Linked DNA regions of Danio rerio: region 2 is linked to region 1. A link is a contact called in public Hi-C data. All regions are on one chromosome and are shown on one strand. Each heading gives the region's core, a stretch centred on a gene start, on an enhancer-like site or on the middle of the called end of the contact. The rest is flanking DNA. Distances are from core to core; before and after follow the strand shown. Region 1 holds the start of zfhx4 (zinc finger homeobox 4). Region 2 overlaps LOC137489241 (a long non-coding RNA gene).

Region 1 (6,206 bases), core at 538-3,037:
GTAAAACACGAGCCCTTAGATTGGCATGTCTACTGTGGGTCTCTGGATGGGCGAGAGGTGGTCAACAGAGGCGTTACTTCTTCACCCCTGATCCACTGTTTCTAGTCCTCGGGGGACTCATGCCTGCCAGACCCATGTGGTGTTTCGGCAGGATGAACGAGAGAACAGAAACAAGACCGAGACGAGCTTGCAATAGGACACGGAGAGCTTCAGATTTTACCTTCATATAAACGCAAAGCAAATGCGGCGGAGTAAAGGTTATTTATTTGCCACTGACGACTGTTTTCTGCTGCTCACCGCGAAGGACTTTAAAACTATTGATTTAAAGGTCGCACCTCTTATGCAAGTATACTTTGACGGATACATTTAGCGTAGTTATAAGAGTTTGGCTGTCTTCTGAACTGGTTTAGGCTGTGAAATAGAGAAAGTGGTAGCTTATGCTTATCTTAAACTGTAACACTTTCAAATGTGATCATGTCCTCCCTTGTACTTTATGCTTTTCTTTCTCTCAAGCTATCTGACAAAAAAGCTTTATTTACACCCTATTTAATCGGAAGATTAATTAAAGGTTGTTATTTTATTGCTGTATGTTTTAAGATACAAATGTATTAAATTTTATTATTGAATTCATTGTTGTTTAGTAAACGCTAGTTTGAAATGTAAAGACTTGCATTTAAAGGTGCAGCCTATTGCTTGTGTTATTTACATTTTTAATGTATTTCCCTGATTGTCAGCTATATATATATATATACATATATATATATATATATATATATATATATATATATATATATATATATATATATATATACACATTTTGAAGTGTTGTCTATGAGACTTATTAAAAACTGCATGAATATTGATTTAAGTCAAATGTCAATAAAGCAATCATCATACAATTCGCGACTTGTGATTTCTTATAATTGTTTTCCTAAAACGTACGATGTCTAACAATGACTTCGGGGTTTCTTTTTGGTTCTTTGGTCGTGCTGAATGAGTGAATGACTGTCCTGCCCCACAAATGAAAGGTTTGCCCAAACCGCCTGGCGCCCTCTGGGGTCTGAGAGGTCACGTTTTGACAGTAACTGACCCTTTTTAGCCGCATAAAACCCCATCCAAAATGCATCGCTAACGGAGAATTAATCCCATGAAAATTCTGAACTCTCTCTCTCTCTCACACACACACACTTAAAGAAAGTTTTCTCTATTTTTGGAAGACGGGGAAATCTACGTGCAATACAACAAACATAATCATCGGAAAGAACGCATATAAATGTATTTAAACACAAATGATTAGTAATGAAATCAATTTTTGTGACATTATGTGGTAAACGTGGCAAATTATAAAAAAAAACTGATCATACACTCCGTAAACAACAACAATTACAAAAAAACAACAAAAGTATAAACTACACCAGAAGAAAGGTTTTCCCAGAGATTTCCCCTAAATATCAAATCGTTTCAAATCTGTCCCACTGCGAAATATCGTATTTTTCTTCAAAACAAAAGAAAATGCTTAACATCCACTGCAAATAAAAACATCTCCGTCATCTGTATCCGATCAGCTCTCTTTTGTCTATAAAATGACAATTACTCTGAACCTGCATATTTCACGCGCAATCTGTTTAAAATAGGTTATTAATCCTGCATTATGCGTTTCCATGTCTTGTTTATAATCGCCAGCCAAAAAGAAAATAAATCGCGTGTACCTTTGGTATAAAAGGGCATCCCGGTGTCCTCTGTCTCTCTGATGCTCCGCTTATAGCATATGGAAACTCTTTTGAAAATGCCTAGATTTGGCACATTGTCATTGAAAAGAGCGGAGCGCGGTGATGCTGGAACACAAAATGGGAAATAAGTTGGGGATTGGGTGCAGCCTCCCTCAATGCGGACTTATCTAACTTTAATTTCATATAGTTACCGCAACGACATGCCATTCAGCATGATTTGAACAATTAGGACGTTTTTTGTGTTTTCAAAAAAGAATATTAAGTACATTGCACGATGCCTTTGTGCGTTTGTATTGTTAATATTTTATTAAGATGCCTTTTGCTTAACACAAATCAAAGCTTGCGTAGACAACGACAAAATCACTTCCAACGTAAAATCGAGATTCACAAATGCTTGTTTGTAAAACACTGGACTTTCGATCAATATATTGGGACATTCCGATCGATTATATAAACGAAAATCCATATAAGACACGAGACTGGTATCAAGACGACTTTCACCTTCATGAGAAAAAAAAAACAAAGTGGCAGAGGTAATAAGAATATAATGAGGGATTAAACATTTACTTTTTTTATTTTATATAAAATCAAAACACTAACTTTTGCTATTTGCAGTTTGTATTAAAAAATAAAACGAAGCTTATGTATCACAATTCAGATTTATTTCGTGTTATAATTCAGTTTTTAATAAATATTTAAAATGCTTACCTAATATGCTTGATGACACACTGTACTGAAGTCTAACAGTTTTATTGGCATCCATCAATGTGGTCATTCTTATAATGTTGCTGTTTAAATGTAGTGAATTCACAAGAGCTCTTGGGCGGCTGCTGGGTCCCGGGATCACGGATGAGGGAGGCGGCCAGGCACGCGGTGCCATTCTGTTTATTTGATAAAGAAAATCAATGAGAGTGACTGTGGACTATTTAGCGAGACGTTTGAGAGGGGAAAATGGTTGGTTGAAAAGTGACTTCAGTTGGCTGGTCGATCTCATCGGGAAATGTACACTAAACTACACTCTCAGAGACACACTTGGTCCTCTCTTTGAGTCCATTCACCCCCTCTGCCCCCTCCCACTTGGCCCTTTGCTCCTCGTGGTGCGGAGGTTTTCATTGTTGATCCCTCTTTAATAGACAAACGGCCAGGAGTTGCATCTCCGGCCATCTATCCTAAAGCCAGAGATTCTCCATCCTCTGAGCCCCTAAACACACAGCCGACTGTTTTGGTTATTAAGTAACGCTGTATTATCATGTGAATAATATATTTTTTAATTTGATCAGTGTGTGTGTGTGTGATGTGTGTTTGTAAAAGAAAGAAATATTGGACAACCACAAAGTCAATCACAACGTCAAAACATTAATAACAGTTCTAATTACCCACATATTAAAATTTAATAAAATTAGGCAATGTATTTTAATTATATGTAAATTATTATTATTATTATTGTTGTTGTTGTTGTTGTTGTTGTTGTTGTTGTTGTTATTATTACACTGTTGTTGTTATTATTATCATCTACCTAACAAAACATTGTTCTCTAAATAAGCATGGCAATTATTATTATTTGAAATTCTGGATAGTTAATTAGGTTAAATGTACATGCAGATTCATTACAGTAATCTAATGATCTGTGAATCTATAATCAGCTAATTAATGACAAATTAATATTAATATTATTATCATTAATGGCAGCTTTGATTATAATGCTTCATCATAATAATAGTGATCCTATCTGATTATTACTGTTTAAATACAGTAATTAACTAAATAATGGTTCCTACTTTTTTAAACACTGATTGTTTATAAATACAACTGTGCATGCAAAGCATTACAATAATTTACTTAATTAATCAAACAATCAATAATCAGAAAATTAATTAGAAGTAAAAACAAGCCAGCAGTTAAAACCCTTCTTAGGACACAAGTTGAAGCCCCTCAGGACCAGAGCTACCTACTGAGCGAACTGCACTTAAACACACACTAAAACCAGAATCATTCAGAACACATATCAGTTCAAGCCATCGCCCCTGTTCAGGAGAGTGTATATTTCTCTGGGTTATGGCTAATGCTTTAAAGCAGAGAAAGAAACTGTGCTTTTCTTCTTATGAACTTTATTCAATTATTTGTCTTTTTGTGTGCTAGATAATTGCATTTCCAGCTTTCCCTGTTCAAATGAGTCTTTAACATGGCTGGATGTTTTCTCCTGCCTCTCTCCGGGTTAGAAGCTGCCCTCTCCCCCATATGTAGCGGTGCTTTCTATTTAGCGGATTACCTGGTTACCATTGGTCAGTACAGGAGAGGCAAGAGAGCAAAACCATGGCAACATGACAGATTCGAAACCCATCAGCTAAACCTGATGATAACACAGTCAACTTGGTCAAGGGGCTTGAATCTCAGTCTCCAAGAAAAAGGAAAGACATGACATTGTTATATTAGTTAGCTTTATTAAATGCTATGTCACTGCACATACACAGTGATTACATGTGAATATATATATATATATATAATCATGCATCCTATTAAGAGATCAGAAAGTGTTTCAAATGCTTTGTATGGATCTACATGATACATTGAGCTATTTAATTAATCAAACAAATGAACTAATCTGTCAAAACATTGACTCATTTAATCCCACACATCAGAATCCAGTGTTATACTTGTATCATAACATCCATATCACACCCTTAAATTAAATGCACTCAGTCAAAAACAAAATGTCAGGACACAACACACACGAGCGGCTAAAATATCAGCAAGAAACTCGTTTCACACTATTTGTAGGTGATCTAGACTTCACATCTAGACTATAACCAGCAAATAAGAAGAAACTGATTAAATTCCCACAATAAATGAATCAATAAATTAAAAAATACAAATAGAAAAAAATCAGATCAGGGAAAATACTCATAACACAATTAAGTCATATGTGTCAGTGTCTGATTAACCGTTTAGCCAGACAGATTGCTTATTGATTACAATAATCAGTAAGGCTTGCTGATTGATTTATAGATCATGCAATATTCAACAGGCCTGACATCCACCCCATTAAAAAGAATGATCCAAATTATTCATATGTTTATATGTTTTCAAGTAAGTGTGTGCCATGTTATGTGGTTTTGGTAGGATTGTGTGTAGCGCTGCACAAAGTCAGCTGGCGGCTCTGAACCCCACGGACAAGAATCTCAGGCTTTTTCACATTTAAAATGCACCCGTGGGCCAGACAGCTGTGAACGACTCCTTGGTGTCTTAGAAAAAGGCTGGAGTCTGTTTGCACTGATATTTCACTAGTGGCAGCACTAAGGACACTTGGAAAAAAGAAAAAGCAGTTTTTTTTTTTTGAGGGGGGGGTTGGGGTTAATAAAATCTGCGCGTCTCCTCTTCACGCTGGAGGTGTATGAAGGTGATTGTGGATTGGTTAAAGGGAGTCGATGGATTGTCATGCATAAGGTAAGCGCCCGTCCGTGAGCTTTGTTTGAAAGCGCTGATGTTGAGGAGCTGCTGACAGCCCTTCGCTGGGGTTTCTAAAGCGAGCAATTTCTGTGCTTTGATTTCTTCCTATGATATGTCAGATGCACAAAACACATTGTGCGATTTGAATTCATTTGCGATGTGTCCCTCCTGCCGCTGCTGTCTTTCATGTGCATGTTTTTCAGATGCATCGCATTTATTAGCCAAGTTGCCTCTAGAATGTAGAGTGAATGAGTCGAGAGGTCAAATAAATTCAATAAACAACAGTTTTTATATTTTTAAAAAATTAATACATTATTTATGCACCATCTGTATCATCCTGCTCATCGGCCATAAGATTACATTCATCCTCCATATGCATGCAAGCGGTCATCCGAACACTGTAAGGGGCTTCTCTCTCTCTCTCCCTCTCTCACCGCCAGGGTTGCAGAGGAGATAATTTGAGTCTAATCTGCTGGTGCAGAAGTGTGAGGAGTGAGACTGGACAATGAGCCTCCCTCTTCTCTCACCTGAGAGAGGTTTCCGCTTAAATCACGCCTGTCTCACTGGCCGCAGACCCAGATCCCCAACTTTAATGGGAAGACAGTTAATAACCTTCTTCTTCTCCTTCTCCTCCTCCTTCTTCTTCTTTTTTTATCCCCTGTGCACTATCAATCTGACCTGTCAGGGCACTGCTGAATCAAAGCAAAAGTCCTCTTCACAGATGACTGATTAGAAACGCAAAATCACAAAATCCATCTTCATGGTCACTTTTATTACAGTCATTTTTAAACTGACAGCAACCTGCTCGGGCTCAGAACAGAGCTTGTGGTGCAGATTGCGTCTCAGAGAGAGAGAGAGATGAGGATGGAGAGAGAGAGAGTCTATTGTCTGTGGGAATTGGGGTGCATCATATACATTGCACATATACACTTAAATGCTTGCATGCACTTGCATGTATTTTTGTATGCGTGCGCACATCTGTGAATATGGTGAAAAATATGTATGCATATCCCTCGTGTTCAGCTGAGT
Region 2 (6,256 bases), core at 110-2,609, 310 kb after region 1:
CCGAACGAGCATCAGCAAAGCAATGACGCCTTCGCCAGCAAATTACATTCCTTAATGATTGTTTGACTGCGATTGTCGCAAGCATCACTCTATGCTCATGCAAATGTGCACTCCTGACTGGCCAATAGCAAATGGAGAAACACTGCTCCATGCGTGATTAAAGATGATGGATCTCCCTGGTTGATTACCACCACTACCCCCTCCAAAAAAAAAAAAGAAAGACTGCCCACCGTAAATCTACTCGCCCTAAACGTCAGCCAGCGTGACTCGTTCGCACTTATAAAAGGAGAATTAACGCAAGCAGATTAAGTTGAAGCAAATAACAGGGTGCCTCTGCTGTATATTACAATGGGCAGTCGGTGCACCCCGAGAGCTAGAACAATACATCCCTCATCAGGAACAGCGCAGAATTACAAGCACATGGAATTACTAAAGCGGCACTCCAAACTCTGACACAGCACTAACCGACAACAACCACCATTTAACCCAAATTACACGCACACTGCAAGCAGCCACTGAGACAAGATAGTCAAAAACAACCACACGGCACGAGGGTTCATGCAATATTTTGGCAACTCGCCGACTGAAATTTGACAGAGAGAGAGGAGACATATTTAAAAATATTTACCAGAACGTTTCCGTCCTCTGAATCGCCCTATTTCACTGTGTTTGAGCGTGAGTGAGTGTGTGTGAGCACGCGTATGTGTCTGGGGTTGAGCTAGACTCTTCTTGGACCGGGGAAAAAGCAGACGGGGGATAAGACAGTGTGGTGGTGTGTGTATGAAGCCGTGGCCCCGAGACGCATGACCCAACCGTGATGTTTCGGGAGCCAGTCAGTGACCTCCCGCTCTGGCTGTGATTAATTCCCTTTGCCTTGCACTCGCTTGGCCTACGGAATTGTCCACAAACAGAACTTGCTTCAATACAAACACTAAAGACACTCTCAAATGCGTATATGTAGATTGAAAGCATGTTTATACATGAGAGGGAAACTGAAAAAAAATCAAAAAGAAAGACAAAAGCAGGCAGTCAGTCAAAATGGAGGTTTGCTGTAACCACAGCCATTACAAATATTCTCTTTTTTTTCTTCCTCTGACCAGAGATTCTTCTTCTCCGAGACGCGGCGATTCTCATTTTCTGACAGACTGAATTACTATTCATTCACTTTCTTTTCTGATTATGTGCTGGACAGAGAAATTTGGGGGGCTGTGAATGCTAATTTTTTTTTCTTCCCCCCGCTCGTCTGACACCATGACAGCAGTCTCTGCCGTCACAAGGGCAATGTGGGGAGAGGAGCAATCTAGCATCCAGGGATATGAATTTCTGATCAGTGGCGGGTCGGCTGCTCCTACCGCAGGCTTACAGTAATCCCATTGGACAGCCGGCTCTGATGAAGACAGGGAGAGGGCCACCACAATGGAGGTGGCTTAGAGTCGCGAGAATCTCGCTGTAATTTAAAGTCACGCGTTTTGAGCACCACGGATCACGTAAGGAAGACCAACAAGGAGTGATTTAGCCGCTGGAATGGTTATGTAGATTATTCTAACACACCCTTTTCCGCTGCTTCCATTGTTTATATTAGCTCTCGGTCAAACGTGCCCGCCTGACACACTGTTTAACAAACATTTTAATGCGGCCCCTCGGGCCCTCACTGATTAATGAACCTGGATTTGATTCCATTCACAAGAAAACACTGCTATTCATTCATGTATAATGTAGGAAAGGGATGCAGATTGGTTGGGAAATAATGAATTGTGATTTTTTTTAATCAGAGTGGCTGAGTGTATTCATGCATACATTTTCAGGAAGAAAAATGGTCTGGAGTGGGTTTTAGGGTGGATATTCTGCCCACTCTGGGAAGAAGCTCCTTGGGATTCGTTGAGCAAACATGAGCGCAACAAAGTTGACCAAGACTATCAGTGGCTGTTAGCTTGAGACAGACAGTGCACATTCTTATAAAGGTCATGAATTGGAGCTGTGTGGACATATGACCAAACGGACTTTGTAAATGTTATTGTACAAGATGACCTGTGTGATCTAAGGTGTGCATCAATCTGTCTTAATAGATGTGTGACCAATGTTAAGTACAAAATAAATGGTCATCTATTAAAAAATTAATAAAACATTCATGTGACTCTGTACATACTGTCAAACTAAGAACAAAATGATCTGTGCAATGGAGCATCTTAAATCATGCTGGAGATCATTGATAATATATTTTAATAACAACGGCTTCTTTTTTTCAATAGAATCAAATTAAAAGATATTAATATATTTTATGTCACCATTAATTCATATATTTTAATAACTGTTCACTCATTCTAGTGTTCTTTCAATATTACATACTCTTCTTTCTGTTTCTGTCTAAACCAGTGTTTATATTAGGGTTGGGTATCATTTGGGGTTATTTCAATACTGGTGCAAAATCGATACTTTTAAAATGTTACCAGTGATGGTAGATGACTCTAGAAAAATATTTTATTCAAAAAAATATATTTTAATCATTTTAATTAAACAATATAAAAAAAGTTTAAAGTATACATCAATTTATATTTTACATATTTGAACTGAATTGCATTAATATATCTTTTGATTATTTGTTTGTTAGCATGAATTTAAGATTTGCAATATGCAATTAACATTACATTAGCTAACTACTAACCTGTGAAAAGGCTATCATCAAAATCAGGGAACACTTTTTTGGTTGGGGCTTGTGATTGACTACGTTAACATGGACATCAGTAATCAAATTATTTGCCTTACTCTGAATAAGACAGTAATATGATTAAGGTGTTTACATGAGTTGCTTATTAAATGTTTCTTTCATGATCTTCTTTTACATGTAAAAGAACATAGATTGATTAACGTCATGGTGTTTTTTTTTCCTCTGGAGTTTCAAGTAATTTCGAGTGTTTAATTTTTCGATAGTTCGGCAGTTTCAATTTCATTCAGAAACATATTGTTCATGGCCTTGTGAAAAGGTGAGGTATTTAATGAGAATATAAGGTTTCCTTATTGAAAGAGTGTTTTTTTTAATGGAATTTGATACCACATGCCAAATGGGAAGAAAAAAAACATTCGCAAAAAAAACTTATTTTGTATCACTTTTATATTTATTGGTTGAGTCTATATGAATTGCCATGCTAACAGTCTCATAAACACAAAGTCTAGTCAAGTCAATATTACAGTAAAAATGGTTTGTTTTTGGTGAAAACCTATAGTACACCAGAATACATGAAATACAATGCATTTGTTGTATGTGTTTATTCTTTGCTTATTCTGCAACTTTTTTTAAAGCTTAATGCTGATCTTTATCCACTGCCATTGTGAATTAATTCATTTATTTACATGTCTTTTATTTTAACAGCATGTGGCATTAGAAAATAACAATGGTGAGTAATTTATATTATAAATATACAGTAGTTTTGTTGAGTATAATAAAAAACATATTAATGCAGTGAAAAATTACAGAATATTCGCTAATGCTGTCAAAATGTTGGCCACAAATGAATACACATCACTTAATTCTTTGATTAACTAACTTTGTCTAAATGCAAATTACAAACTTTAGTCTAAATGTAAATTACAAATATTTTTTTTTTAAAAACAATGCTTTAAGTACCAGTAAAGACATCTAAAAGACAAAATTATATTGTAAATAAATATACTACAAAATTTAAAGTTTTACTTTTTGCCTTTAAAGCTTGGTAAGGTTAAAATTTCTAATAAAAATCTGGATCTAAAAAGTTCTGAAAGTCCCCCCAAAAAAGTTTAAACAACTCTAAAGAATTAGAGTTGACAATCAAAATTGTAACAAATAACTTCCCCATTCAAGCAATCACAACAGAATGGTGGGGGGGGGTCTTACCGGAAAACAAATGTTGTTTTACAGCAATACAGGTTAATAATCATTTATCAGAACCACAATATTCCCCACTAACTTATGATGGCATTGCAATGAAAAACTGCTCCAAAACACAATGTGCACTGACCCACAAAGTAAAAAAAAAAAAGAAAGAAACATACAAAACAGGACAACTCATTGCTTCGCCATAACTAAAAACTCAAGTCCTTGCCATAAAACTGCTTTTGTGGGAGTTTTAATGACGGGGAAGTCATCCACAAAGAATGAATAATGAATGAAGCATTTGATTTTGGAGGCAAAGTCTGGGTTCCTGCAGTATAAAGGATATTGGAGCGAATGTGGCAGTTGAAAAGCATGAATACCCGGGTGGGGGCAGAGAGGGCAGCGGAATCAGCAGAGTTTGCTTGAGCGAATTAATTCACCTGAGTACTGTGAAGGCGAGAAGCTCGGAATATTAACAAGGCTCTTATTGTAATTGCATGATTACGGTGCACCCAGACACCAAATAAAACCATTATTTTGGTATTTTTACACACATATTTGATCAAAGTCGGGTGACATGTTTATATTTATGCATTTGTCGGTGCTTTCGAATCCTACCAAGGGATCAGGAACGGTGATGTCAGTCCAACAAAGGGCCCAATCAGAAGCTCCGATGCCCCCTGCAGCTCCTCCATGCCTTTCCTCATAACCGCAGGTGATTTACAATATGGAAACGAATTGTTCCGGATCTTCATGATGGCTCTCGCAGAGGGGAACCAATATTGAAGGAGGTTAAAGAAATGAGATTAAGGACCAGGCCCCATGCTGAACCGCCACAAGATTGGGCCCGAGGATAGGCACATGCATTAGACTGATGAAAGTGAGGCCGCTGATCAGAGTTCTGAGATGAACACTTGTTCAGAAAAGGAGCTGATGGAAAAATAGAAAGAGAGAGAGAGAGAGTAAGAGATGACAACATCTGTGGGGTAATGAAAGCGCATTGTGTCGTGCGAGATTGTATGGAGGCAACTAATCAGATCTCAGAGGGTAGAAGGGTGCCGGTGTCATTCGGCGGGTTCTTCCTGCTATTGTCGTGATGGACCGGCCTTCACGACGAGGCCTTCACGAGATGATGAGTGTCTCACACATGAGGGGTTATGGGAAGTTCACGTGAACGAATGAAGTCCATTTCCGAGGTGTGCGATGAGAGAGCAACACAACCGGTGTTTTCAATTTACAGCTCGGGCCAAAGAAACGTACATCTGCGAAAGAAAGACGAGGAAAAAAGCCCCAAAAATGCTTCCCGCAGAGGTGGCCTGCAAATACAGTGAAGAATGTGGTGGGATTTCTCCAGAATGTGCCAAGATGAATTGTGGGATCAGGGTCGTGTTTTAAAAACATTAGTCAAATTTTATAGCCAGGAACTTTCCTTAAACTCGGTCTCGTCGCGCGGTGAAACATCTCCACATATGTTGGACGCACAAGTTGGATATCTGCCTCTGTTTACGTGCTGATGCGAGACAAGCACCTCGGAACTTGAATTACCGCAGGCGTCCATGCAGCTAAGTCTAAAATGACCAGTATCACCTCATTATGCCGTAGGTGGGCAGAATTATGACTGGTGGCAAATGAAGTTGTTACATCTGCGCCGTGTTGAAATATGGAGTGCAAATAGATGCGGCGAGGCAAAGTCGCAGAAGCGCTTGACTTTATCAGGAGACATGCTGGGCACCAATCTCTCTCTGCCAGGCAGGTCATTTACCTCCAGAGCACACTCGGCAGTATTGAAGCAGTCAGGACTATCTGTCCCAGACACATGCCTGACAGAGCACCGTGTTGAATGCACAAATGCATTTTAAATGCAGCTTGCATTTTTCCCTAGACACACGCATGCAAGTTTGTTCTAAATGTGGCGAAATGCATGCATCTGAATATTGTATTAGTCTGGAACTGTGTTGCAGCTTTCAACAGACTACAAAAAACACCTGATGATTTAGTCAGACTCAGTATAATCTCACAGACTGTACACAGCAAAATGTCATTTGAATGCAATTAATTCATACTATAACTGACTATGGTTTTAATTTCAGATTTAAAAAAAACATGTGGACACGAGGGGGGATTTTATCATATAGAGAACTCATACAAACTTCATGATTATGTTTCAAGTCTTGAAAACATCAAGCCTTGAAAACGAAAAGTCAACTTGAAAACGTTCTTGCAACAAAATTTCCTTAAATTGAATCAGTGATATACTTATGTCTATATACATGCTTATACACAAAAAAATTTAAGGTAGAATTCAATTAATCTAAAGTGATAGTAAACCCTAAAAGTTTAATAAATATTAGGGATGCTGCAAACAGAATATTTGCAGCCGATACCAAGAAACAATTCTTTGGCATGGTG

The links. A called contact is a pair of places that touch in the nucleus more often than the background predicts.
Region 2: a Hi-C map of fibroblasts shows a contact between it and region 1, with 4 times the contacts expected there. The contact joins the enhancer-like site here to the promoter of zfhx4 in region 1. A contact is called at or near these places in 5 of 18 Hi-C or Micro-C datasets (embryo, fibroblasts, hematopoietic stem cells and 1 more) and 1 of 4 datasets of contacts at active chromatin or transcription factors (embryo).

The regions. Positions count from the first base shown.
Region 1 is chr24:27,239,925-27,246,130 of GRCz12tu, forward strand. zfhx4 (zinc finger homeobox 4) reads right to left here and starts at 1,788. Exons shown (of 10, transcript XM_679268.11): 1 at 1,710-1,788.
Region 2 is chr24:27,552,357-27,558,612 of GRCz12tu, forward strand. The region is part of intron 1 of LOC137489241 (a long non-coding RNA gene); the gene reads right to left. Among named protein-coding and RNA genes, the nearest start is that of hnf4g, 40 kb to the right of the region's middle. Within about 2 kb of position 1,360, at least 4 of the 62 cell types and tissues checked have an H3K27ac peak or open chromatin away from gene starts, as enhancers often do.